Linked DNA regions of Mus musculus: all the other regions are linked to region 1. The links are chromatin contacts, called in public Micro-C and promoter capture Hi-C maps. All regions are on one chromosome and are shown on one strand. Each heading gives the region's core, a stretch centred on a gene start, on an enhancer-like site or on the middle of the called end of the contact. The rest is flanking DNA. Distances are from core to core; before and after follow the strand shown.

Region 1 (3,974 bases), core at 966-3,465:
GTTCAGGCCACTAACCAGTGCTTCCTGCATCTCCTACTAGGTCTTTAGGTTCCTGCCCTAAGTCTAAGCTTAAAAGCACACAGGACTTTGTGTCACTCACTGTGCCCTAAGAACTTGGAAGTCAAAAACGGGTTTTCAACATCACCGCTGCCTCTTGTCTGGTCTTCTTTCATTACAGTCAGGAGGTTCGATAGAACTCCTTACCGTCCCCCCACCCCCCATCACTCTTAAGCTTAAATATCATTGCAGAAGGAGAGGAATGGGATACAGGGTGCGCAAGCCGAAGAGCACGGAGGTATCTGCATGGGGGTCAGTGGGCGGAACTGTTTGTTTCTGGAGTGGGCAAGGCAGGAGGGAGACAAACTATTGTGTTTGCCTACTTCTAGAGAGGGTCTTGGGTCGATTACAAAAACACAAGACACAAAACCGGCCGGTGAGCATATCAGGATGAAAAGAAGCAGAAAAATACGATCAAGCCAGTTTACTAGAAGTGGGCCAAGCAATTGGCGAAGCTTTCCGAAAGCCCATCCAGGAAGGAAGGGTATCCTTTTCTGGTACACACAGGTCAGAGGCAGTGTCCGCCCAGGGGCCACTACTACGTCGGAGGAAAAGGGCCCGCGGGGCCATTCCCAAACTCTCCCCCTTCAACACCACAGCAAGGGCCTAGTGGCCTAGGCTGCTGGCAATGACCTGTACCATGGGAGGATGTGGGCTGGCGTTGGTGGGAGTTGGCAGCTTGCTCAGCCACACCTCGCTACGAAGGTCCCCAGAGCTCGCAGCAACTTCGAGCCCCTCCAGCCAACTCGGCTCGCGGGGCACAAAGATGGAGGGCGCGGCGCGCTTCCACCCCGCCCCGCCCCCACGGCGGTTGCACACAAAGGGGCAGCCGCTCCTCCCCCAGACTGCCCCGGCGCCCTAGGCTCCCCTCCACCCGTTGGGAACGCCCCTCCATGACTTCCTCCTTCTCCAGGGGCACCCCTGGAACTGAGGGTCACCTGGACCTTGGTCCGGGACCCGCGGCCTGCCGTGGCCTCCCGCGCCTGACCGCTGCGCCCCACCCCCACCGAGCACGTGCTGCCCTGCGCCCAGGGCGCCATCCTACGGCCCGGGGGTGGGGGGTGGGGGGTAGCCGGGCCCGCCGCGCTCCCCACCCCCCACCGGAAACATTCCTGAGGCATTCCTGAAACTGGGAGGCCCGCCTCCCCAAGGCTCCCACCCCGCCTCCAGCCGGGCGCACGCTGGGCCCCCGCGTACCCTTCCACCGCCCGCGCGCCCCCCGAGGAGAGGGCTGACCGCGGAGGAAGGGGAACAGAGTTATGAGTCACAGTCGTGTGTCACTGGGCCCGAATTACGATTCCCTGCATCACGAGAGGTGTGGAAAGGCCGACTCGGGGAACCGAGGTGGGGAGGTGCGTCCAAGGGCCCGCGCCCGGCCTGCAGGGCGCGCCCCACCGCCCGCCATCTTCCCACTTAGGCTTCCTCCGGCCCAGCAACAAGTCTTTTGTTGACCCAGGCGCCCAGAGGCGGGAAACTCGAACCCCTGCCCTCAAGGGGCTTCCAGGCGCCCCTTGTCTTAAGTCGTAAGTCACGGGGGCGGGGAATCACACCAGAGGGACCTCGTGCTTCCTCAACACCAAGCAGCTGGCCACCCGTGGCTCCTCCCCGCGATGTCCCGGCGAGGCGGCCAATCGCTCGGCTCCTTTGAAGCCTGCACCTGGGTGGCGGCCGTTACTAGATTTAAACCGTTGGCGTTGGCCAAGTTTCACGTTTGGGTTTCACAAGACTTTGTTTTTTACGCGCCTGGAGGCCTCCGGAGACGCACACGCCGTCACCTGCTTGGTGGCAGAGGGGAATTAAGGAGAGGCCCTCGACATGGGCTGGGGGGGGGGGGCGGCGTCCGGGCCGCGAGAAGCTCCTTAGGGTACGCGTGGACGTCCGAGGGCACAGGCGTCAGCGCGCGCCTCCCCGCGAGGCCGGAGTCCACGGGGGGGCTCCTGTAGGTGTGTCCCCGGGTCCCCACTTAAACAGCAGGGCCGCCGTCACCGGTTCCTCCAACGCCAGGCTGCTCGGGAACTGTGAGAAACGAGGGCCGTCGGCGCGCGTGCCCGCGGAAACCGCGCGCACAGTGGCGAGCTACCCGCGCGCGGCGGCGGCAGCTGGCGGGCGGCCGCCCTTTTAAATCCCCGGGCTCATTTGCATGGCCCCGCCCCCCGGTGACACGGCTGGCGCGGGCGGGCCCGTCCCCCCTGCCCCTGGGTCGCTCTTTTTAAGCTCCCCTGAGCCGGGGCTGCGCTCCTCTAATTGGGACTCCGAGTCGGGGCTATTTCTGGTGTTGGCGCGGCTCCAAGAAGGCGTGAGTTCGCCGCCGCTCGGGTGGCTTCTTTTTTTCCTGTAGGTCTAGAATCTAATCACATTATTATTTATTGAGGCCGCGCACGGGCCGTGCCCAGCTTCCTGCCCCTCGCCATCCTCCAGGGGAGCGGGATCCGTCAGTGTTCCCTCGCCCCAGCTCGGATGTGACACACATCCCCGGCGGGGGCCCGGGCGGCGCGCACGCAGCGGTCTCAGCGCCTCTGCCCTCTCCCGGTTTCAGATCCGCATTTGCGACCGGCGGCGGTGGCGGCAGAGCCCAGGCCGGTGCCCTGAGCCCAGCCACGCCGCACCCGGCAGCCCCGAGCGCGCCCCGCCGGCGGCCTGCGGAGCTCGCGGTGAGTGTCCGCGGCGCGCCCGGGGGGCCTGCGGCGCGCGCTGCCCGCTTTATTCCCAGGCCCCGGGCTTGCGCGGGCCGCGGGAAAGGGGAGGCCGCACTGTGCTCGCAGGCGGCGGGGCCGGGGTGGGTGTCCGCGGGGCGCCGCGTCCTCCGGTCCCCAGGTTGAGGGTGCCCGGGTTGCGACCGTGGGGTGCGGAGACCCCGGGGAACGGCGCGCGGAGGGGGAGGGGGCGCGCGACTGCGACGAGCGCCGCTTGTGCACCCAGCGGCGCCCGTGCACCTCGCGCTCGGCGAGCCCGGCCTCAGGGAGGGGCGCGCGCTGCGCAGCGGCGGGAGGTGGGCGCGCGCCCCCCTCAGCCAGGGAAGTTCTAGAAGTGCGGGGGAGGGGCCCGGCGACCCGAGATTCCTCTCTGGCCTCTCCTCCGCCTTTCCCAGAGTAGTACTGTGCGTGGACGAGGCCGGATCGCGAGGGCCTGGGTTTCGGGGTTTCACCCCCCACCCCCACACACACCTTTGGCCCTGCCCCGCGCCTCTTCAACCTCCAGGGCCAGGCCTGCCCTCCGCCCCCACAAACTGGTTCCTCTGCTTTGCTGGGTTCTGTTAGAACTAGTCCCTTCGACTCCCCGTTTCTGCCCCCCCCCCCGCTTTGGTTTTCATGGAGAGAGGAAGGGGTTTTTTTCTTCCTGCGACTCGCACCAGGTTTCCTGCCCCCAAGGCGGGCTTGGGTGCCCCCTCTGGCAGGAAGTGGGGCCGGGCGCACCCGCGTGGCGGTGCATGTGGTCGGGGTGCGCCGTTTCCCGCGCCTAAAGGGCTCTGCGCCCCTCCCCCTCGTCCTAGCTCCTAGAAGCGCCGGCCTACAACCACCAGGCTGGGACGCCAGCGAAGGCATCCTCATTCTGGAGTAGAGGGCGCCTGGGTCTTAACCTGCTTCTCAGTAAACAAAGTGGCGGTCTGTAAGCATTCCGCAAGAACCTCCATTTTACCAAGTTGCTGTGTGACCTTGGGCTATTGAGGGGTCTTCTCTCTATATTTAAAGGGGGACCCTTTAAGACCCTTAACAATAGGCCTGCCGGGATGTTACTCCTCTGGTAGTTCTTGCATAGTTACTGAAACGTTGAGGAGCCACAGCGTGTGCACCCGTGTGAGAGACAGGCTGGAGGCCCAAGAGAGACACATGGGGCTTGGACTCCTAAATGTGACTTGGCCATGCCAGACCTCCCTGATGCTCAGAAACAGGTGGAAGAGGTGAGGTTTTCCTTGGCCT
Region 2 (3,866 bases), core at 439-2,938, 1.5 Mb before region 1:
TAATCTTCCCGACTCTGAATAGACAGGGCTTTGTTCTACTAGAAGAAACTTCATAAAGCCACCAGCTCTGAATAATAATCTACTACTTGGAGCCTCAGTCGATTCTTGTGGGACTCACGTCCAGTTGTGAAAAGCTGAGTGCTGGGGAAGACTGGAGAAGGGTTCTTCTACCTCCACCTCCACAATTCTGAGCCTCCACCAGCTTTGGTATCGAGCTGCTAATCCTCTCAATGAGGTCACAAAACCTGTGTCCAAGGGACACTCTTCTCCCACATCAGCAGCACCCCGTCAACGTACGAGGCTGTGAGGCTAGTCACACACAGTCTCAACTAATTCTAGGAGACCACAAAGGTCCTGACCTCTCCCCAAGACAGCATTCAACCACTCCCCCAAATCCACCAAGATCCAGACAAAGGGACGTAAGGTGGCAGGAAGGGTTCCGGTAGTGTGTACCTCATGAAAATCTCTGCGATCCGGAAGCCAATCCCAGAACCACCACCTGTGATAAAGGCCACTTTGTCCCTTCAAAAACAAGAAAATGTAGTCATTTTTAAATATTTATTTGTTTTACCAGTATGAGTGTTTTGCCTGTGTGCCTACAGAGAGTTGAGTCCTCGTGTGGATGCTGGGAACCAATGCTGGGTCTCCTGCAAGAACAGTAAGTGCTCTGAACTTATTCAGCCATCTCTCTAGTCCCTAAACTCTTCTTTGAAAACCATGTTTTAGCTTGATGGGGGATGCATGCCTGTAATTCCAGCCTGTGAGAAGTGGAGACAGGGGGACCAAGAATTAAAAGCCAGCCTGGTCTACAGAGAGAGTTCTAGGACAGCCAGGGCTTCACAGAGAAACCTCATCTCGAAGAGCTTTAGATAGATAGATCTCTGTTAACTCAAGCTCAAATAGATAAGCGGCCCGTGGAGAACTTTCACTCCATGAACTTCTACCCAGTTTCGCTATGAAGGAAAACATGCTCCTGCTAAACAGGTACTCAATGAATTTGCAAGACATAAATCCCCAGCCATAAAACTGCAATCTTTAAAGTCGGTTATTTTTAGGCTCCCTAGAAGTTCGGAGGTGAAGGAGTTTATTTAGCCTAAAATTTTCTGCGTAGTAAGTTACCAAGAGAGACTTGTTTTCAAAAGTGAGCAAGCGCCGGGCGTGGTGTCGCACGCCTTTAATTCCAGCACTCGGGAGGCAGAGGCAGGCGGATTTCTGAGTTCGAGGCTAGCCTGGTCTACAAAGTGACTTCCAGGACAGCCAAGGCTATACAGAGAAACCCTGTCTCTAAAACAAAACAAAACAAAGTGAGCAGCTTCCACCCTCAGTCCCTCATCCCATTCTTCCAGAACCCCAAGAAACTTCAGGTCTACGATTGCCCAGGAACGGAGTACTGAGCATCTGTCCTCTGTGATGTCACATCCAGTGGCAGATTCGTTAAACCCTGTGCCCCAAGTCTGGATCGCCCCCTGGTTCCCTGCTTTAGCTCACTGGAGAAGATCCGGGCAGAAGAGATGGTGGTATTCAGGAAGACAGTCATCCCCCTCAACGTCGGGCGGCGGCTGGGCCATGATTGCTGCGTGTCCGGGATGGCAAGGACAGTGGAACCAGGAACCAGATCTACCTTTCCAACGCAAAACGCAGCGTTCTGCAGGTTGCTCGCTCCGCCCAGAAAGATCCAGGACCAAAGTTCTGCCCCCACATCAAGCCGCCCATCAGACGGGGGTGGGACAGGGGCGCCCCACCCCAAAAAGGTGCCTGGGCCCTTCAAGCCTTCCTATCACAGACCCTCCCGCAACTCCCAGCCTCCAGCCCTTCCCACTCGACCAGGCGGACACCCCGCCCTCGGTGGCGCGCAGCCTGCTGGGACTGAGAATGGGAGGAGGCACTGATACAGAGGCCCAGAGACGCTCCAGCCAGTTAAATGCCCGGTTCCTTTCCCAGTTGGTGTCTGTGCAGCCACTTAGTCCATATACCCAAGCTGGCCGGGCTGCGTGCTATCAGCTGTGGAAGTCGGAACTCCAGATGAACACCGCTCTTGGACACTACCTCCCAGTGCAGAGAATCTGGAGCTTGCAAACCCAATAGCTCCCTCTCGTGGCTAACCCGGGTGGAAAGTCCAGAGTGAACCTCTTGCTGGCTGGCAAGAATCACTGCACTGAAACTCAGAGAACCAAGAACTGGGTTCCATTGTCTAGATGTCAAAGAGTGAAATGACTTATCAAATTAGCCACAGAAGCTGTCATGATGTACCTGCAACTGAATCAGTGACTCTGGGATCCGGGGTGAGATGTGACTTACATGTGTCAATGTGAACATAAATGGACATCAGGCCGTGGTGGTCATCATGGACAGCATCAGGTCGGGAGTGGAGGATACTCTTTTGTGCCTGGGTTGCATTGAGGGAGAGATGAGAGTAGCCCTTGGAGTGTTAGGCTCTGCTGTTCCAACTTCAGGAGACCTGATACACAATACCCACAAAGACTGGTGTGTACTCCTACTGAAGGCTCGCTCACTGGGCCTTGAAGAAGCCTCAGGTCCGGTCTATTCTTTACTGCCATCCTCAGACAAATCAGATGGGCAGGAGCTATACCAGCGCCCGCAAAAGAACCCCAATTGGATTCTCAATTTCATGGGCCCTGGATTCTTGCTTGGTTCTTGCATTTACCCAAAGTCGAGGGATCCTTCCTTTCTTTACTCAAAGCTCTAAGCTTCAGGCCTAATGTTTTATACCATGCATAAAAACACTCATTAAAGTGCTTGAGTAAAGCAATTTCCTCCACATTTGTCATGACTATGGGACATCATGGTGCATCATTGCTCTGGTGACCTATAGCTTGGCCCTGTAGTCGTGCCAATGAAATAAGTAGAATACGGTGGTAGCTGGGACTAGGGGAGTAGTAATCCAGGATCGGCATTATACACTGGCCTTAACTCCTCACCTAGGACTTTCTACTCCCCTGTAGGAGGTAGGTAAACTGAAAGCAGGATCCCATCAGGCTTGCTGTCACTGCCCATGCTGGGGGCAGGGGGACCTTTCAGTGACTCGGCTGTCCTGAGGTCACCCATGTTTCTGTGGCCAATCTCTCATCCACGGTCCCATAAGCCAGTCCAACGAACTCATGGGTTCACCAACTGGAAATGGTTGGAATTGTTACTCTAGTCTGTTATTGGTGCCCTAGAGGGGGTGAACAAGCATTTGTTCATATCTCCCAGGAAAGGTCACACAGTGCTGAGATAGCAGAACTAGTAAGTAGACCATTTCCATTTTAAGCATAAAATTTTAATGTCTCTCCTTTGAGGCAGGTGAAGTCACCTTTGACAATGCCCCAAAGGTTGTCTGGCACTTTTGTACACAAGGACATGGTCCAATATTGTATTGACTTAGGATACAAAAAGGCACATAGAGTTGAGGCTTAGACTCCCCTGGGCTGGAGTTGGGTAGAGCGGGAGTAGGGAGTGGTTTGGGGACATGGGAAGCATGGGGGCTTGACTTCTTGTTGACAGAGGTAGTAGGTCATGGGTAGACCTGAAGTGCAGAAGGCAGTGCAAGCCCTCAGGCAGGGTAGCAGCTGCTGTGGTGACCACCATCTGCCCAGTTCAACAGTTCGCTGCTCTGAAACCACAGCTCGATCTCCCTCTGGGCCCCATCCACAGAATCGCTAGCATGGATGACGTTCCTGTGAGAGGTGGAAAAGGTGGAGTCTGTGGTTGAGTCCAGTTTAAGTCTGGATTGGGACCCCAGGGCTATCTTGCCTCTAACCTGCTGCCCTCTGTCAGGGAACAAGGTGACCGTAGAGAAGAGAAGGAGATTTTGGAGTTGGTTATGGTGCTACAAGCCTATAACAAGGGCACTGAAGAAGCTGAGA
Region 3 (3,868 bases), core at 681-3,180, 1.4 Mb before region 1:
AACTGCATGGTGGCTCACAACCATCTCTGATGAGATCTGACGCCTTCTTCTGGTGTGTCTGAAGAGAGTGAGAGTGTACTCACATACATACGTAAAATAAAAATAAACCTTTTTTGCAAAAGTATATTTCTATGTCTACATTGAGGAAAAGAATTTCTGCTCATGAGTTTGGGTTTTTAAAACTCTTGATTCCTGGCAAGAAACATGAGCAAATGCCATGAAAATTTAGTTAAAGCTGCTAATGGCAATTCTGGGAGGAGCAAAGGCATTTCAAGGCTCTCAAGTGCTGTCCTTTACCCTCTCATTGCAGAAACTCCCTCAAGGTCTTCATAATTTAATCCTTTTACCCCTATTTATAATTTCTCCCCCACCACACCCCCCCCCCCCAGCACTCCTTAGCAGGCCGTTGCATTTCCTCCAGGCTTCCTGATTCCCTTCCTGTCCCTGCAGGGCAGGGGTCCCGAGGAGCTGGAGGCCCGAGGGCCCTACTCTGGTCCCAGGGCTTGGGGATACCTACCACCGTGGGCCAGCAGGAGGATGGACGTGGACTTGATCCCGAGAGCCTGGCCTGGCCGCAGCAGCAGCTCTACAGAATCAAGGCAAGCATTGGGGTCCGGGTTTGGGAGTGGGGAGGATGCCCAAGGCCAAGGCTATCTACTGCTCACTCAGTGGTCGTGATTGTTTCTTCTAATGGTATGAGGCTGAATGGTCTGGGTCAGGGGCTGCTAGAGAGTCTCCAGTGCCCAGAGGCCGGAGGACCTGAGGCTGCATTAGATGGACAGAAGTGAACATGAAACTTGTCCTGGCATTTGAGGGGGGGGGCACTATCTATACCCCAGCCCCAGACCTGAGGCTCAGTGATGAGTCTAGGAGGGGAATTTGTCAGGCTTGGTCACCCTAGTAGCTATAGTTCAAGTGGTTCCTTCTCTATACATAGCAATCCTGGTCCTCGGTACTGTGCTAAGTCCTCTTAAGGGACAGGTGGCAGGGTTAGGATCACCCCAGTCAGCTGTGGGTTTAGAGTCTGAAGCCAGTACTACTGCTTTTGCCTGTGAGCCATGAAGAAGGGACAAGGCAATGAGGGAGAACAATGTCCAGAACAAAACATGGCAGTGGCACTGGCAGCAGCAGTATAAAAGCATGTAGATGGCAAGTGCAGATGCAGCCAGTATAGGGTGGTATGGGTACCAGGAGTCCTCTGGCCAAGGTGAGGTCTGGGTGGGTGCGTACTAAGCCTAGGTCACAACTTTTTGTCTGCAAAATGGACTACCTGAGAGGTGTCAGGGGCTGATTTGACTGGTAGATGACATTCTTAAGTGCAGTAATTACTTGTGTTCACATATTTCTCCTTGGGATGTGGCTGACCGAGGGTTGAGACCTGCCAAGTAGAGAGTTGTGCATCTATGTTCCTGTGGTGGGGCAAAATGGAGTTGACTCTTTGCGCTTGCAGACTTAGCAAGAGATGCCTTGCAGACATTATAAGTGTTATGTGTGTATTTGTGTGGAGGGCGACCAGCTACCCAGAAACTCTACTCTCTCAATAGCATCTGCGATCAGATATGAGTGGTCTGCCTTCAGTGTACTGGCCTAGGGTTCAGTGATGGCTGTGGTTGTTGAGCGCGCTCAGGGCTGTTTCCCATGGCACCTTTCGGGACGAGCAGTAGTCGTTGCCCCATTGGGCATCCTCCGCGGCTACGTTTCTTTTCAGCGGCACTCCTAGTTCACGCCCCGCCTTCACCACCGCAAGACAGTGCTTGGCTCCTGAGTACGCCGCAGTCCCGCCTTTCGCTCAAGACTCTGCCCCTTACTCTTCTTGTCCTCGGACTCCCACCCGCCCCGTGTTAGAAGCTCCGCCCCACACCGTGGTTCTGCCTCTACAACGAGACCCAGCCTCCGCAGCAGTCCCGCCCCACACCACGGCCCCGCCCCCGCACTTCCGGGCGGCGCCGGCGGGGGCGCTCAGGCCTGGGCTTCAGGGCTCTGGGCTCAGGCTCCCGGCTCAGGGAAGCGCTTGCGGCCGCCGCCGCAGGAGCCTGCTGGGGTCGGGCTGGAGCCTGGTTCCAGAGAGGGCTGGTGAGAGTGAGCAGCCGGTTTTGGCGGCGCTCTGCGGCCTGCCTTGCGCCGCCTCCGGGCCACGGGTCGCCGAGCCGCCGCCGCCGCCGCGATGGGGGCCCCCCAGGGCCGCGCCCCCGCCGTGGCCCGCCCGCTGAGCCGCCGCTGAGCGCATGGGCCTCGCCGGGCCGGGAGCCAGGCCCCGGGCCGCGCCTCCACAGCCGCCGCGCGCTGGTGAGTAGTGGGAGCCGACGGGCGCGCTCCTGTGGCGCGGAGGCCTGCTGCCCGGGGCTGCGGGAGTAGGCCGCGCTAGGCCGGCGTACGCGGACCCGGAAGAGAGGGGCGCGCGGGTTGCGGGCGGGAGGCGTGCCGGAGCGCGGCCCCTGATGTGCGAGGTTGTGCCCGGCGTAGGGAGACCTGAGATCCAAGGGGACGTTGAGCGGAAGAGGTGGCAGGCTCCGCAGTATGAGTAGAGGCGTGGGGACTGCATGGTATGCTAGGTATATATGAGGAGAAGGGCTTGGGGGTGGGGGGGGCGATGTGCCAGGGACAGGACGATAGTAGGGCATGGGGAAAGCAAGGCCTGTTTGAACAGGACCAGGGACTAAGGAAAAGCAAGGATTCTAAGAATGATGTACAGGTGGGTGTGTGTCTGCCGAGTGTGGTGTACTGTTGATGGGTCTGGGACACATTTAGGATATGGGTGAGTGGGTGCTGAGAAGCTGCTGGTGCTAGACTGTGTGTGTGTCTTCCTTTGCGCTATCCCCTAGTCCCTATGAAAAAGTAAAGTAGGGACGAGTAAGAACAATCCAAGGAGGGCACTCTCTGGTGTGGTTTGGCTTGCCAGATAACCACTTGTCCTGGTGTTCATTGCCTTACTTAATAATGCTCCCCCCAAACAAAACAAATTCACCCAAAACCAAAGCCCAGAGCGAGCATTTTTAGTTGGGCATAAGGATTTTTTTCGGCTCATCTGAAGATAACTTGTAAAGAGTTCGCAATAACTGTGTACTCCTCCCCTTTACTCCAATGCGTTCCTTTACTCACAGTCCGTTTTGGAGAACATGGAGTCTGACTTTACCTGAGAGAGGCAGTACTAGCTGGTTTCAGTTTTAGAGCCCACTTCAGGGCCGAGAAAATATAGGGAGCACAGAGATTTTGTTTGATTTTTCAGCAGTATTGACTTGTCCTACATCTTTCAGAGAAACACCGTTACGACTTTATGTGATGGGGGACTGCACTAGATATGAAATGAGAGTCCTGACCTTTCAAGAATTTAATCAATGGCTCGTTAGTATGATAGTCATATTATTACTTCCACGTTCCACCTAAATCATAAGCTTGGAAGCTATACTTGAGTATAAGCAATATATACAAATACACCCAGGGCTGTGTGTTTTGACAGTGTCAAAGGGAATTTTATATATGATATCAGGTTTATATATTACCTTTATAGAGTCACTTTATAAGTCTTGGTTGCAGATTTGAGGCTGGATTTGGTGCAATGGGCTTTAGATTCTTACTGAATTATCATAGCTGCTTTATGTGTGGTATTTCTGTGTGCCTTAAGTGTTAGATGTTCTCTGTGGGAGCCCAGGGGTTATTGGAAATTGGGCTGTTTCAGTGTTAGTAATTTTGGGGAATGTTTCGTGTTCAGGTACAGGTAGCCAGGAGTGCAGGCCCCTTTTTCCTGTGATGATATCCTAGATAAGAGCATAGTAGACACGATGGGCTGGTGTGATGTTTTAGATATCCAATGTGCTTACCACATGCAGACAGAACTACCAGAAAGTGACTGAGGTTAAAGAGAGGTATA
Region 4 (3,867 bases), core at 373-2,872, 1.3 Mb before region 1:
TACTCTCAATAGCAATTAGTACTTTGCAGCACTGATAAATCAACATCCAAAATATTTTTTACATCTAATTCAAAAAACAGGTCTCTTTCTTTACTTGGAATTTCATAATCTGCTCAAAGGTCCAAGTCGTGGATTTTGGTACATTCTCCTAAATTCATGTGCTGTGGGTAAAAAATTATACATTAACACCTATCCATTTTAGAAAGCACATAATTGCGCTGGTGAGATGGCTCAGCAGTTAAGAGCACTGACTGATCTTCTGGAGGTCATGAGTTTAAATCCCAGCAACCACATGGTGGCTCACAATCATCCACAATGAAAACAAATAATAAAGAACCTAGGGGCTGGAGCAAGAGGAAGAAGTCGAGCGCGGGTGGGGGGGGAGTAACAAAATAAATAAATAAATAAGCATGTAATTAATATGACTTAGCATTTCAACTTTCACTGAAATAAGCAATATAGTTTTATAGAGAGTAAATGAAGAAATGGACCAAGTGTAATGGCATGTGCTGATAATCTCAATGGTCTGGAGGCTGAGCAGCAGAGGGATAGCAAGTTCAAGTCCAACCTGGCCTCTGTGTGTGTGTGTGTATGACTCTGTCTCCAACAGAAGAAATGGAGGCAAGCACATTTGCACATTTTTGTAATTGCAGCACTTGGTAAGGAAGGGAAAGTGGGAGGGTCAGGAATGCAAGTCATCTTTGGTTTCATAATAAGTTCAAGGTCAGCATGGACAACATGAGACTATATTACACAAACAAAAAGAACTGAGATATAACCTAGAAATTCACTTATCATTAGGTTTTTTTTTTTTTAAAGATTTATTATTATATGTAAGTACCCTGTAGCTGTCTTCAGACACTCCAGAAGAGGGCATCAGATTTCGTTAATCTGGACCTTTGGAAGAGCAGTAGGCGCTCTTAACCACTGAGCCATCTCGCCAGCCCCCTTGTTTTGTTTTTTGAGACAGCTTTTCCCTGTGTAACTCTGGCAATCCTGCAGCTTGCTCTGTACCATCAGGCTAGTCTCTAACTCAGAGATGTGCCTGCCTCTGCCTTCCCCAGCGCTGGGATTAAAGGCCTTTGCCTCAAGTTTAATTTATTTGTTTGACTAAAGTCTCATTAGAGCAGAGAATTTGATGTTTCAGGAACCAGGATAAAAATTAGTGGTGGAGTTTTTAATCTAGTCTTTTTTTAAAATAAAGATCTATTTATTTTATTTATATGAGTACACTGTAGCTATCTTCAGACACAGCTGAAGTGGTTATCAGACCCCATTACAGATGGTGGTGGGAACTGAACTCAGGACCTCTGGAAGAGCAGTTTGTGCCTTTAACCGCTGAGCCGTCTCTCCAGCCCTTTTTTTTTTTTTTTTTAAAAAAAAAAAACAGGAGGTAGGATCTTAGTCTCACAAAGACCACGCTTCCACAGGGTAGCCTGACACCCAGGACGCTGGCCTTGAACTACTCAAGCCTGATCCTGGGGATTACAGGCATACCACGACCGGCCAAAATCAAGCTTAGTTGATCTAGTCTTTAGAACGATTTGCGACCGTTCCACTCAGCGACTCCTGTACACTTCCCGACAGGCCTTGCATCAACGCCAAAGAACTTCCTCCCAGCATTCCCCGCGGCCGGAAAGCGCCGTGCGGGCTTCAGGCTGATAGGAGCGTCTTTCCTCGTCGCTGTTTGCGGCTTCTCTGGTCGAGTTGTGCGGAGCTTCTCGGCCGTCCCCACTGGCCACCATGTCCGCCCAGGCGCAGATGCGGGCCCTGTTGGACCAGCTCATGGGCACGGCTCGGGACGGTGAGTCTGAGCGGTGGCCCAGGCTCTGGGCGGGGTGGGAGCAAGGCGAGGCCGCCTGGAAGCCTGAGGTGAGGGCCGTGACAGCGTGCGTCTGCGCGGGGCGCCATTTTTCTCCCCTGCTTGCTGACCCCAGGCTCGGGGCCTTTGTCTGATCTGCTTGGCCTGCGAGTCTCTCGCAGCCGCCGCGTTCTACTGGTCCGGGCTGCCTCCTTCCTGAGAGTCCGATCCGACGGTGGGGCTCTGTCCCCTTCTCGTTTTCCGTCATGCGAGTTCCTCTTGGTCGGCACGGCGGCTCGGCGCCGCCGGGCAAACTGGAGCGTCGGCGAAGGGCTGGAACCAGCGCGGGCTCCGGGGTGCTGGCTGCCGGGTGGCGGAATTTCTCTGATACTCTTCGGAGGAGAGGCGATCCCCGAAGGAGCTGGACGGGTTTCGAAAACCCGGGCGTTCTTGCTCCATACGGTTACACGGGGAGCCGCAAATGAGCATTTCTAACGTGGGTTCCCTCCGCGTACTTTTCTAGTCTTCCCTCCCTTCATTCCCCTGCCTCACAGATTAGCCTCGGTTTAGTCACCTCTCGGCATTCATTAGGTAGTTGGTTCAGTAAGGAGGCGTGCAAGATCATGGTGGTGTCTCAGGAAAAAGCAGTTGCATCCTAGCAAAGCTAGATCCCTGCTGTGGTTTGTGTTTTCATTTTTACTAAAGTAATAAAGTTGTAATTTCACACTGGCACATTTCACAGGGCTGTGCAGATTCTTTGCACCATTTCATAGGTCAATACGTGCTTTTAGCTTTCTTTGTATGTTGAGTTGCTTTTGAATTGCTTCCCATATTTTTATTTCATACAAACTGAACAATTGTGGCCCCTCTATTTTATTTATAAAGGTTCAGTGTATCTTTGCCTGCCTACATCAATCTGCAAGGGAGTTGCAGAAAAGCCTCATGTTCATCGAGCCGTGAGTCACAACCAATTTCTAAGCTGTTATAACAAAAAAGTGTTTGCTTTTTTCCCACAAGTAACTTTAAAAGTGTAGTTTAGAAAGAAAACATTTTCAGTAAAAAGACACGACATTAATCCTGGATGCTTGCCAATCCTGAAGTATATTCTCCCTGACTATTACACAGCACTGTGTCCTGTACACAGATAGCCTTAGAATTTGTCACATACCACTTTGCCTTTACTTTTATGTATCATTCCCCGACTTCCTTACTGCAGGTGTGGGCAAGAAAACTTTTCCTTTAAAACTTTTCAACAGCGGGCATAAAATTCTGCAGCTGAGTTCTTGAAGATTGCAGATGGGTACAGTATGTGTTGGAGTTCACAGTGTGTATTGACTAACCTGATTCCTTTTTGCTTTCTTTGGTATTGTCTTGTTAAAAGTGACTCCCAGGTGCCAACTTTCCTTTTTGAGGGTGGGGATGAAAGGGGAAGAAGAAGAAGAAAAGGTCTAGAGATATTTAAGTCAGTGATAGAGCTTGAAACCGTTCTTCCTCTTGTAGTTTTTTTTCATAAAATACTGCCTATTAATTTGATTCTAACAAGAAAATCAGATTATTGAATAGCTTTGGTTGGTGGAGATTGGCAGCTGTAATGATCCGCAGTGGATTCATGGCACTCATTACACCCAGTCTTGATGGGTCATTTGCCCACATGTAAATTTGGGTGGATGCCTTCTGGTGCTCACTCCTACTTCTGACTCTGTTCTGCGAATTAACGGTGGAGTTAGATGTGGTTCAGTGTGCTTCTTCATAAAAAACTTAGCTTAAAAACTATTTGTATTTTATTCCAATTGTAAATATCTTTAGCTCAGTTTCTTAGTGTATATGATGGGAAGAATACAGAAACACTAGTCTGCAAATCGTCCAGGTGTATTAATTTTGCCAGATAGCCTTGTGTAGTGAATGAGATAATACTTTATTTAAAACCACAAATGAATTTCAGGAGATGAAACCAGACAGAGGGTCAAGTTTACAGATGACCGTGTCTGCAAGAGTCACCTTCTGGACTGCTGCCCCCATGACATCCTTGCTGGGACGGTAGGTGCATTCCAGACCTTTGTGATTAG
Region 5 (4,007 bases), core at 1,494-3,993, 1.1 Mb after region 1:
CTTGAAAAGCGGTTGGAGAAACGAGGGGGAAGTAAAATTATATTCAGTAAAATAAGGGTAAGAACAGAAATAACTAAGAACACAGACAACTCTAAGCTACCTGCAGTAGTGAGCAGAAGAGTACCTAACACTAAGGACGTTTGTCTGCTTTTAAAACAAGTATATGCAGGCAGGTGAGATGGCTCGGTAGGTCTGGGCTCTTGCTACCAGGCTTGAGGCACCAAGTTCAATGCCTGGAACCTACACGGGGAAGGACAGAGCTAACTTCTAAATGTTGATCTCTGACATATACATTCACATGCACAGTGTATGTTCACCCTAGACCATATGAAGCATTGAATATCTGCTAAGTATGTGACATCTACACATATTCACCTGCCACACAACAGTCCGATTCACCCTAATATCTAAATAAGATTCCATGTCTTACATCAGACAGACCAAAATACAGGTGATTAGCCAGCTGAGCGTGATAGCACAAGACCAGTAATCGTGTCACTGTGGAGGCTGAGGCAGGAAGATCACCCCAAGCTCAAGACCAGCGTAGGCTACATAGTGAGACTCTTATCAAAACCCTTTTAACCAAGTGTGACGGTGCAGGCCTTCAATCCCAGCACTCCAGAGACAGAGGCAGGCAGATCTCTAGTCCACAGAGGGCGTTCCAGGAGAGCCAGGGCTACATGGAGAAAAACCAAAATTAAAATAAGAGGGGAAAAAAACCCTTTTAAGTGTTATTAATAAAACCATTTCCTCCTTCCATCAGAAAATGTAAAACACTCATATGGCTTCCCCACGGAGTGCTGAAATCCCAGCTGCTGCTAGGACAGCTCTGCCGTTTCTATCAACCATTCAACAGAGGATTCAAACCGAGTTCTAGACATCCCTAAATGGATAACCATCCCAGGAACCTGCGCACTCTCACACCTGCCCACACCTCAGCGCTCACTCACACACACTAGAAAATGGAGAAGAGGAGAAGTCGGCACTTTATCAAAGAAGTCACTGCACGGCCTCCCCCAAAAAACTTCAGGGAGTCTCCTAAGCAACACCACCCACTCCACCCCGGTACAGTCGCGCAGCAGGGTGACCTAGGAAGACTTCTAATGTGTGGCAGAGCAGTGCAGACCCAGCTTGATAATACAAAACACCAAATAAATGGGAAAACACAGAAAACAGTTCCTCTGAAACAGAGTGCTAAGCAGAGAACTCTCTAAGTCCACCCGGAGGAACCTCTGCAACTAAATGTTAGTACAAGATCCTTCGTAAAGCTAACTTCTAAGCTCACAATGGCAGTGAGCCTGCAGTGGTGGCACATGCCCCTTAATCCCAGGATTCTCAGAGCCAAAAACAAGAGGATAAATTCAAGGCCAACCTGGTCTACATAGGGAGTTCCAGGTCAGCCAAGGCTATCTCAAAAAACAAAGACGTTGGTGGGAATGGTAGCAGCTAAGCTCACTTGAATAAGCCTCCACCCAGCGTTTCTATCAGACTGTGCCCTCTTTTGTGCACACACACCCCCAACACCACTAAACCACTATTACACATCAAATCGGGCAAGTGTAGCACTAGGCCCACCAAGCCGGAATCACCCAACCGGCACCAGCAATTTGACTCTGGACATTACTCCGACGTTACTGCTCTGAGGACCTGATAGTACGGCCCGCCGGTAATGCATAACTTAGCCGGCACACCGAGTGGACAGCAACGCCACAGAGTCTCCCAGACTTAGGAAGCAGAGTAATCAGGCGCGAGGAAGACTCCCGGCCGTCCTCCTCTACCCAAGCGAGCGTGTGGTTGGCAGGGCCAAGGGTAAACAGGGAAAATTCATTCAACAATTTCCCGATGGCGTAGCGTGCGGACAGACGTAGGAGGCAAGTTAAGACGCTGCGGAGCACGGAAGGAAGAGCAGAGTTCACAGACAGGCAGGTAATGATTGCCAGCTCCGGCTGCCGGGCCACACCTGGGCCTCCTCGATGGAGTTGGCGAGTGGTGCCGGGCAGGCTCCGGGTCTTTCCAGCAGACCCGAGCCTGGAGACCCAGCTACCTTCCACATGATTCCCGGAGGGCGAATCACACAGCGGCCCAGTAACCATGTGGCGGGGAGGGGTTGGGGGGGAACCGCCCGAAGCGCACAACCCGGTAGGGGGAGGAGGTCCCCGAGGAAACGCAAAGGGCGGGATGTTGGGGTACAAGACTCACTTCCTTTGGGCTTTGTCCTTCTTGGCCTTGGTCCTTTTCTTTCGGGCCTGGAGCGCGAGCACTGCGGGAGAGAGGGATGGATGAAGGGCCGATGTAAGTGGGAGGCGGGGAGCGGCGCGAGCACGCAGGGCGACCGGGCCTGAGGCTGCGGGCCGAGCGCGGGGCGGGCTGCTCGGGGTGCACAGCGGCTGCCAGGCCCGGCGCGCCCAAAGAGGCTCGGGCCGGCCATGAGGCCTCGCCGCCCCGGCCTGGGGGCTGCGGAGCGAGGGGCGGGGACGGCGGGCGCCGGAGGACGCCGCAGCCGAGGGGCGAGAGGCAAGAGTGACGCCGCTTCAGGGGGCCGCGACAGTGGCCAGAGAGGCGCCTGGCGCCCAGTCGGGGACCGCCGTGGCTCCTCGTGGCGGAGGCCGCTCCGCCGCTCACCTTTCCGCTCCATGGCGAGACCGGTAACCGCCAGGCGCCTGCGCACTCGAGTGACGCCGACTCGGGCTCCCGCCGCGGCCCAAATCCCAGCTCTTCCTCCCGGCGCGCGCCGGCCCCGCCTCCGGGCCCGCCCGACCACGCCCCACACGGCGTCGCGCGCCTGCGTGGTGAACACAGAGCCTACCACCTGCTCCGGGGTGTACGAGAGTGGAGGGCAAGGGACCGAGGGATCCTGAATGGGAAGCTGGTTTTAGTGTCCCGCCATAAAGCGCGCGGCTTGAAGTTCTTACCTCCTGAGGAAAGGCAGGGCTCCGCAGTCAGTCGGGATTTGCCTCAGTTTCCCCGGCCTGCAAAACTGCTTAACCCAAACATATCCCAGTTCCTGTCTGAGCTGTTGTAAGGGCCAATTAAGACATTAAAGAAAATGGGAAATTAAATTGTATGTGGATACACACAGAACAAAGGCTGGAAGGAGGGAACGTGTGCCTCTGTCCTCTTCTAAAGATAAAACCTTGGGCCAGCAGCCCATGCCTTTAATCCCAGCACTCCAGAAGCAGGTGTATCTTTATGAGTTCCAGGCCAGCAAGGCATATATAATGAGATCCTGACCCAAAATAAATCAATAAGAACTGGATGGGGGGGCGGTATGGGGGACTTTTGGGATAGCATTGGAAATGTAACTGAGGAAAATACGTAATAAAAAAATATTAAAAAAAAAAAAAAGAACTGGATCAGAAGCTGGGCAGTGGTGGTGCACGCCTTTAATCCCAGCACTTGGAAAGCAGAGGCAGGCAGATTTCTGAGTTCGAGGCCAGCCTGGTCTACAGAGTGAGTTCCAAGACAGCCAGGGCTACACAGAGACACCCTGTCTCGAAAAACCAAAAAAGAAAAAAGAAAAAAAGAAAAGAACTGGACCAGAAGACAGCTCAGCAAGTAAAGGTGCCTTAAGGACCTGAATTCAAATCCAAATAGGGCCAATTCCCACAGGTCTCTCTCTGACTTGCACACAGGACCCATGGCACATGCAACAACCCCTCACCCATAAGTAAGCTAAACAATTATTTTAAGTAAAAGCAAACACTTCTAAAGGGAATTTTCTAGCTGCAAGTTGAAAGCCTTAAAGGAAGGGTGTGAATGGGAATTCTGTTTTCTCCTTGAAGAACTCTCTTCATCGTAGGACTTACCGGGTGTTTCCATACTGTCAAGTGCATGATCTTATTAGATGCTGATGTCAACTTCAGGCCAAGGTAGTTATTATCCCCATTACAGAAAGATGAGAACGTGGAAAGGATTGTGTGCTCAGAATCTTGCTGTCCCAACCCAATGATTCAGGCATCAAAACTCCTATAGTAAAGTAGAATCAGCAGGCATTTATGAGAGAGATG
Region 6 (3,863 bases), core at 1,188-3,687, 1.2 Mb after region 1:
CCACAGCTCTGGGGTAGCTATTCTAGCTTTAAGAGTCCACCATCTCAGTGAACTTTGGGTCTGGTTAATTTGGTGTGTGTGTGTGTTCACTATGAAGTTTTGTTTTGTTTTATTGGGACAGCCTCTCTCCGTGTGGTGCTGGCTGGCCTGGAACTTGCTATGTACACTAAGATGGTCTGGAACTTACAGAGATCTGCCTCCTGTGTGCTAGGATTAAACGCATGGGTAGAGCTCGTGATAGTTTTAATGAAAAAGAAGAAAAATAATCAAACAAATATTTAGAGTCAAAGGCAGAGTCCTTGTTTTGTTGTACTTAATTTCGCACTGCTTAATGGACAGGCCAGGGACTGATGACTTCAAACTCTTTAAAATAGCTGAAGATTAAGGCGAATTAAATGCAGTGCCTCTGGGATGTCTGATCCAAATTTGTTTTTAATGACATAATTGTCACATATTACATCTGAGATTACATCCCAGTGAACTGGCTATCTGTGAGGTTATGCTACAGAAAACGAATTTCCCGTGTCAAAAGGAAAACAAGGGCGGCGCTAATGTTTTAAGGGCGAGGGTGAAGAGGGGGAGAAAATTTTGTTGAGCCCAGTCTCATAAAGTGACCAGGAATGGCTGGTGACAAGAGGAGGCTGACATGTGCTCTCAATGGATCTTAAATCACTGCAAGGACAAGCTGCGACATCTTCTCAGGGTTTTTATTTGCCTAATTTAGAGGGTAGAGGTCCTTCCCAATCATGCAAATCAGGTCATGCCCAGAAGCAACCGCGAAGAATAAAAGATAAGGAGACACAAGTCCTATGTAAATGTTTATATTTCATTGTAAAAGAACAAGACGTGAAATTCCTATTTGTTCCTCAATTTTTTTAAAGCTAAAAGTAATTGCAATATTTTCTTCCTCTAGGGCCTTCCCTTCCACAATTAATCTTTCCACACCTTCCCTCCTGTGATTATTCCCCCAAGCTTTAACAACAGTTGACTAATTCACAGCATTTCTGCTTCAAAGCTTTCAAAACACTGTGGGGTGGGGGTGCTGGCGGAGGCGATTGCTTGGCTCCACAAGCCACGCCCTTTCCTTCTTAAAAATTGGTTATTTTTGCAGTATGTTATTACCATCTATCAAGAACACACTCCTGTAAGGAAACCCAACTTCCATGCTTCACTCAACTGGTAAATTCTCAACTCTTAGGATGCTGAACACCTATACTTCAATGTAAATAAAAACACAAGGTTTGGGCCGTGAGAAATGTTTATTCTCTACTCTTTCAACTGTAGTACCCAGGTCCTGGATACCAGAGCCAATCGAGCAATTGAAAGTCTCACCAGCCGTTCGTGTAGAGGAAACGCTTTCAAAATATATCATTCATCTTCATCTTCGATAGCAGTTTATCCATATATCCTTTATAAGCATCATTAAGTATTGGTGCTTAAGATCTCTGTCACGAGGTAAGCTTTCAAATTTATAGGTACATGCGCTCGTGGAGGGGCAAAGGGACCTTTTCTTCTATTTATTTTTTCTTTTATTAGAACAAAAGGCAGCTTGAGTACACTTCAAAGTCTGGGAGTTGCTGTTTGACAGGCAGGCTGCCTTTGAGAAAGCCGTTCAGTGCATTAAATTAACCGACTCCTGGCCAAATCAAATTCAAGGGGAAAAGTATTTCCCATGCCTAGAGTGACAAACGGAATTACGAGGCACGCTTAAGCAGACTGTCAAACTTTTATGTTTACTTAAAAAAAAAAAAACTCCACACAGATGGAAAAGTCTGGTCCGTGGCAGCCTTGTGTGCCAGGAGAGGCTCACCTGTACACACACCACAGGCACGGGTCTTTCCCGGGCTGTCCGCACTGGGGGAGGGGATGGGTGGACATCGCTAGACCTTTGTCCCGGGGGCCTGGGGAGGGACGACTTTCTGGAGGCTTCGCAGCCACCTGCACTCTGGGAAGCCACACACAGTGTGGCCCTCCGGGGTCGTCCTGGGGCGAGCTTTGTGGGTGGGTGGGAGCATGGGCGTTCCCACCTCGGGGGCGGCGGGTGGCCCCACGCTCTGGCTGGGATGGGGTGAGCCACCGCTCCGTGGATTCAGAGTGGGAACCCCGACTAGATCAGCTCTGGGACAGGCCCAGGGTGAAGCGGCCCCGCCGCGTCCGCACCGCCACCGTGAGGCCGTGCCGGGGACGGTGCCCCGTGGAGGTGGCGCTGCCGCTTCGCGCTCATCTCCCCGCCCGTCTCCCCGCCGCCGCTGCCGCCGCGCCGGGCTGGGCTCGGGCGGGGGCATCCGCTCCGGTCTCCCCGCGCTTTCGCGCTCCCGCTTCGCGTGCGGCGGCTCGATCCGGGGAGGGAGTGAGGGAAGGGGTGGAGGTGGCGGGGGGAGGCCGAGGGGCGGATCCTGCCTGGGGGCTGATCCCTCCCTCCCCTCGGCCGGGCTCCGTGGCGGGCGGCAGCGGTGGTGGCGGCGGTGGCTCCATTCCCCCTCCTCCCCCGGGAGAGGCGGCCGGGCCCGGGGAGACGGAGCGGAGGGCCGGAGCGGGAGGAGGCCGCGCTCCCTCAGCCGGGCCGCGCACGGAGCTGCTCGCTCGCCCGGCCCGCTCGCCCGGCCGCTCACCCGGCCGGCCGCGCTCGCGCTCAGGGGGCCCCCGAAGCTAGGGGCCCGGCCGGCGGCTGAGGTAAAATGGGGGCGGCGGCGGCGGGGCCGGAGCGAGCGGGGGCGGCGGGGGCCGGCGGGGAGCGAGCGCTGCGCGCGAGGGGGCGGCCGGGGCGCACAGGGGTGTCCCGATGGGGCGTGGGGGTGACGCGCGACCTCTCCCCCGGAGCGAGGGCGGCGACGAGGCCGGGAAAAGCGCGCGGAAGGGAGCTGCAAAGCGAGGACCCCCTCCCGCACCCGCCATCTTGTTTCTCCCCGGTCCTGGCAGCCAAACGGCTAAGCCCCGCCCTCCCCGTGCTCCCCTATTGGCCTGGCTAGACCAGAGTCCCGCCTTCAGGGGCCGCCCTCGGCGCACGGGTTCCCCCTTGACGGGCAGGTTGGGCGGCCAATAAGTGCTTGCATCTCCGCGTCCTCCCCCCCCCTCCCCACCCCTCCGCCGTTCGCTGGCGCTCGCTTTCTCTGTGAGGGTCGGACTCTGCGTCTATCTGTGGTGCGCCTACCCTCTGGGTTGTTTTTTTTAGGGGGAGATATTTCTCTTTTTTCTCCTTCGGGGGGTGTCGTGAAGATTCCACTGGAAGAGGAGTCCCTTTAAAGGGACAGAGACCTTGTCTGGAGTCTTACCTGGTCTCATGAGTCCCTTGTGTGGCGTGCAGGGCGGGTTCCGTCCAATTGTTGAAACTCCTCATTCGGGGGCCAGGGTGAGGTGGTCGAGTTGGGGATCCCGGGTCGCTAAGAACGTCTCTGAAGGGGGCTGTTGGGGGTACTCGGCAGTGTGTGTATGGGAAGAGTTGTGTACGTGAGGAAACTCCCGCCAAAAAAAAAATACCAACCCTGGTCTAGTTGTTAGCTCCTTGTAGGCGAAACTCTTGGTTTCCCCTGGCAGTAGCCCAGCTGGGTCCCATGGGTTTGCCCCCTGTGATCGCATCGCGGGAGCCCCGAATGGGGATGGAGACGACTTCTGAGACTACAGGATGGGGTTCTTGTAGATTCTTCAAAATCGATACTGAAGTGTGTGTTTCCTCTCCAGAGGCTGCTTGCCTTTGGAGAATTGGGGAATGGAATCTGTTGGCTGGGACTACTTTTGAGACCTTGAGGTTGGTACGGGATCTCGTGCCCTCAGGGCTTCGGGTTGAACAGAAGTGCGGTAAAGGTCCTTTAGCTCCAAATGGTGGTGTATGCCTGCCTCAGGTTGCTCCACAGCCAGGTTAACTT
Region 7 (3,768 bases), core at 793-3,292, 1.4 Mb before region 1:
TTCCTTCCTCTGTGACCTACACCCTTCAGTCTTCAATGCCTTCTTCAATGCTGCTAGCAAGCTTACCTCTCCCTTCCCCCTACTGTGTAAAACATTTAAGCGATAAAAGCAGGTATGGTTCAGTCTTCTATTCCTAGCCTCCTGTCTCCCTTCCCCCAGGGCGCAGCACGGTGACCAGATGCCAACTTCTTTTGCAGATATTCCATACCTTTGATACATAGACATGAAAATTAATTTTATTTTTCTATGGGAGTGGCCTAGGAGACCAGAGGAGCTTATCTGATCCCCTAGCTGGAGTTACAGGTGGTTATGAGCCACTTAACATGGATTCTGGGAACTGAACTTTCGTCCTCTAGAAGAGGAGCAAGGGCTTTTAACCTGTGGCTATCACTCTCTCCAACACAAGATGTGAATTTCTCTCACTCAATTAAAACATCCCCCCCCCCCCACTTTCCTAACACAGTACATCATTCCCAAACAAAGCACAATATTTTCCTTTTTTTTCTTGAGGAGAAAGGGGAGGTGTTGAGAAAGGAGTTCTTGTGTAGCCCTGGCTGTCCTGGAACTCCCTTTGTACCCGAGGCCGGCCTTGAATTTAGATATCCACTTGCCTTGCCGGTGGGTGGGGCCTTTCTTCCTTCCTTGTGCTGAGATACAGGTGTGCTCTGCCCCACCAGCCCTTTCTCATGTGACCACAGTCACTTTCAGTAGGGGTGACCACTTTATATATGCATCTACCATTAGAACAGTGGGTGGATGCAGCCCCACACTTCAGTGAACCCTGGCAGGATAACAAAGGAAATAGTTTTCCTACAGGCTGGGGCTATTTTTGGAGAGTTCGGAGGCTCCTTGGGGACATTCCTTAATTTGGGCCCCATCTCCCCAAAGAGCTTTTTGATCTTTGTTTGGCAAAAGGATAAATATGCTCCAACTTTTTAACATTCTCTAACACAGGAGGTGGTCCTGTTGTTCTAATTTGCATAATGTTTTAGGAATCCTGTAGCATGTAGCACTTTGACTTTTTTCCCCCAGCTTTTCAAAACAGGGTTTCTCTGAGTACCTGGAACTCAGAGGTTGGTCTGTCTCTGCCTCCCAAGTGCTGGGATTAAAGGTGTGCACCATGACCACCCTGGTCCCTTATCACTTTCCTGAAAAGGCAGGTAATACTGATGTGGGGAGCACTTTACTAGTATCTGTAGGTCAGGCTGGCCTCACTCTTGGTGATTTTCTTGTTCTAGCCTTGCCAGCACTGGGACTTCAGCTGAGATCCACTGTACTCAGCTTTTCATGATAGGCTGCAACCTGACCTGGTGTTATTTATAATTTTTTTTTCTCAAGACAGGGTTTCTCTGTGTAATAGCTTTGGCTGTCCTGGACTTTATTTGTAAACTACCCTGGCCTTGAACTCAGAGGTCTGCCTGCCTTTGCCTCCCCAGTGCTGGAATTAAAGGCACGGGCCACAAATGTTTGGCTTATTTTTGTACGCATGTTTTTAGTGCATTGTTTTACTTTTGTTGTTGCATCGAACCCCTCTGAAAAAAGCCTCAACTTCTCTTTTTGGGCTTTCAGTTTGCAACCACATCTTTAACATGTTTGGAATATATCCCTTTGGTACCCAGAGTAGTTCATCTGACACTGACATGAAACTCGGTTACTCAAAGTGCACCTTCCCGTTTCCATTTGGTCTCTTATACTTTTGCGGCAGTTTATGGTTATGGTGTGAGGGGTCCTGAGAGCAGCTGGAGGTTCGGTTCTTCCAGGCAAGGTCAGAGTGCACCTTCGGGCGTATATGTCACGTATACGTGACATCTGTCGTCTGGTACCCCAAAGCGTTCGACAGGACCCTTCATCCTTTGCCGCCCACCCCCTCAAGCTGAGTGATCCCCAGTGAATCCGTGTCCCCTTCCAATGAGACCTTTTCGGCCCCCTGCTGTTCGCCTCCACTCTGGCCAAGGTGACGCGGTCCAGCATCCTCAGGAACCTAGACCGCAGGCCGGCTCCCTGCGGGGCGGGGCCTCGGAGGCGGAAGTGCCCGGGGCGCTGGCGGCAGGTCTATCGGAGCCATGGGAGCTCCGGGCAGAGGCAGTGGCGGCGGCCGCAGAGGCGGCGGGGGCTGCCCAGGCGGGGGCGAGCGGCGCGGGACGCGGGAGGGGTAGCTCGGGCTGAGCGCCGAGCCATGGGCCGGGTTGGGGCCGGGGGCACAGCGCGGGAGGCAGCGACCGGGTCACTGCTGCTGCTGCTGCTGCTCCTGGCTCGGCCTCCGCCTGCCGCCGCCAGCAACAGCAAGGAGAGCGGTGAGCCCGCGGGCCTACAGCGCCATCCGCGGCGCGGGCCGGGGGCGGGCGGGAGGCGGGGATTGTGACTCACGGGGGGCACCTGTGCGTTCACCTGGCGCGGCGTTGAAACGAGGTTCTCATCTTGGGTTGCGCCCCCTGCGGGGCATCCGGGCCAGAAAAACCCCCATGCCCGCTTTTCCGTTCCGGGCCCGCCGAGTTCGCTCACTTGGAGCGGATTCTACCGGTCCGTCTCTCCTGTGCTTTAGAGACGCGACTGTGGCACCCAAGAGCTGGGAGGTAGAGGAACCTATCTCCGAAGAATAGCTGAACCGTGGTGACGCAAGGGACAGTATCTGGTAGAAGGGTTGAGCTAGAGAAAGTTGGGCAGACCCTGGACTAGGGGGGGTCTAACCAGCATTATGTTCCTAATCCAATCCCAGGAAGGTCACTCTTGATTGCTGATTTTGCTTCTCACCGACTGTGCTGCCAGCTGGCCCTAGAGAAGCTGGCTGACCAGAATGGATGTAAAGAAAGGGTACTCCCTTATAGGGGAGCTTCCTAACTGCTTTTTGTTATTTCTGCTCCGCAAGTGGGAACGCACTGGACTACAGTTTAAGGAGGCAGTTAGATCTTTGACCCTCTGTGTTCTGCCTACCCGCAGACATTTAGAAATAGGAAAGATGAGTACTTTCCCTTCTCTTGCCCGGCGGGAAACTCCCCGGGAGACCTTTGTGCTACCTGGTGTTCCTTGGACCTTTCCGGATGTTGACTGTACCTCCCATTTCCACCCCCTCCTCCCTTGGAGCTCTTGTTTCTTTCTTTTTTATTTATTTATTTATTTACTTATTTATTTATTTTTATTATATGTAATTACACTGTAGCTGTCTTCAGACACTCCGGAAGAGGGAGTCAGATCTCATTACGGATGGTTGTGAGCCACCATGTGGTTGCTGGGATTTGAACTTCGGACCTTCGGAAGAGCAGTCGGGTGCTCTTACCCACTGAGCCATCTCACCAGCCCCTTGTTTCTTTTTTTAAAGATTTATTTATTTATTATATGTAAGTACACTGTAGCTGTCTTCAGACACTCCAGAAGGGGGAGTCAAATCTCACTAGGGATGGTTGTGAGCCACCATGTGGTTACTGGGATTTGCACTCAGGACATTTGGAAGAGCAGTCAGTGATCTTAACCGCTGAGCCATCTCTCCAGCCCGGAGCTCTTGTTTCTTTGAGGGTTGTTGTTTTTGGTTTCCGAGGAGTTGGTATAGTTTGAAATGAAAGGCAGTGTTCCCTAAAGACCTTCTGATAGATTGCTCCATACCACATCCTATTTGTTCCTCCTTCTCCAGCCCTGGGATTAAGCCCAAGTGAGAGTTGATGGCTGGGTGGGGGACAAGTGGCTCTGTGGCCCTGGCTGCTTTGACGTGTGGGTAGTATCTCTGACAGTTGCTGGGGTTTGGAAGGTGTGGGGCAGAGTACCTTTGCTTAAATT

The links. Promoter capture Hi-C pulls out the DNA fragments that hold promoters and counts their contacts. A called contact is a pair of places that touch in the nucleus more often than the background predicts.
Region 2: a promoter capture Hi-C map of liver shows a contact between it and region 1, with 4 times the contacts expected there. The contact joins the promoter of Decr2 here to the promoter of Hmga1 in region 1. A contact is called at or near these places in 3 of 39 promoter capture datasets (hippocampal neurons, liver and pre-B cells).
Region 3: a contact with region 1 is called in a promoter capture Hi-C map of liver, with 5 times the contacts expected there. The contact joins the promoter of Axin1 here to the promoter of Hmga1 in region 1. A contact is called at or near these places in 4 of 39 promoter capture datasets (hippocampal neurons, liver and pre-B cells).
Region 4: a contact with region 1 is called in a promoter capture Hi-C map of pre-B cells, with 5 times the contacts expected there. The contact joins the promoter of Luc7l here to the promoter of Hmga1 in region 1. A contact is called at or near these places in 7 of 39 promoter capture datasets (the 3T3-L1 cell line, the C10 cell line, embryonic stem cells and 3 more) and 1 of 484 Hi-C or Micro-C datasets (B cells).
Region 5: a contact with region 1 is called in a Micro-C map of the G1E-ER4 cell line. The contact joins the promoter of Srpk1 here to the promoter of Hmga1 in region 1.
Region 6: a contact with region 1 is called in a promoter capture Hi-C map of pre-B cells, with 4 times the contacts expected there. The contact joins the promoter of Brpf3 here to the promoter of Hmga1 in region 1. A contact is called at or near these places in 2 of 39 promoter capture datasets (liver and pre-B cells).
Region 7: a promoter capture Hi-C map of hippocampal neurons shows a contact between it and region 1, with 3 times the contacts expected there. The contact joins the promoter of Pgap6 here to the promoter of Hmga1 in region 1. A contact is called at or near these places in 4 of 39 promoter capture datasets (hippocampal neurons, liver and pre-B cells) and 1 of 115 datasets of contacts at active chromatin or transcription factors (pancreatic cancer cells).

The regions. Positions count from the first base shown.
Region 1 is chr17:27,554,359-27,558,332 of GRCm38.p6, forward strand. It overlaps Hmga1 (high mobility group AT-hook 1), which reads left to right and starts at 2,216. Exons shown (of 5, transcript NM_001025427.3): 1 at 2,216-2,353.
Region 2 is chr17:26,088,476-26,092,341 of GRCm38.p6, forward strand. It overlaps Decr2 (2-4-dienoyl-Coenzyme A reductase 2, peroxisomal), which reads right to left and starts at 1,689. Exons shown (of 9, transcript NM_011933.2): 1 at 1,489-1,689; 2 at 454-522. The coding sequence starts at 1,568. Nme4 (NME/NM23 nucleoside diphosphate kinase 4) reads right to left here. Exons shown (of 5, transcript NM_019731.1): 5 at 3,270-3,677. The coding sequence ends at 3,554.
Region 3 is chr17:26,136,756-26,140,623 of GRCm38.p6, forward strand. Axin1 (axin 1) reads left to right here and starts at 1,931. Exons shown (of 11, transcript NM_009733.2): 1 at 1,931-2,286. It overlaps Gm46600 (a long non-coding RNA gene), which reads right to left and starts at 1,997. Exons shown (of 3, transcript XR_001782196.2): 1 at 1,646-1,997; 2 at 518-586; 3 at 30-58.
Region 4 is chr17:26,251,288-26,255,154 of GRCm38.p6, forward strand. Luc7l (Luc7-like) reads left to right here and starts at 1,623. Exons shown (of 10, transcript NM_028190.3): 1 at 1,623-1,804; 2 at 3,744-3,838. The coding sequence starts at 1,744.
Region 5 is chr17:28,619,778-28,623,784 of GRCm38.p6, forward strand. It overlaps Srpk1 (serine/arginine-rich protein specific kinase 1), which reads right to left and starts at 2,744. Exons shown (of 16, transcript NM_016795.4): 1 at 2,623-2,744; 2 at 2,200-2,260. The coding sequence starts at 2,635.
Region 6 is chr17:28,798,689-28,802,551 of GRCm38.p6, forward strand. It overlaps Brpf3 (bromodomain and PHD finger containing, 3), which reads left to right and starts at 2,438. Exons shown (of 13, transcript NM_001081315.1): 1 at 2,438-2,673.
Region 7 is chr17:26,111,274-26,115,041 of GRCm38.p6, forward strand. Pgap6 (post-glycosylphosphatidylinositol attachment to proteins 6) reads left to right here and starts at 2,043. Exons shown (of 13, transcript NM_021793.2): 1 at 2,043-2,294. The coding sequence starts at 2,177.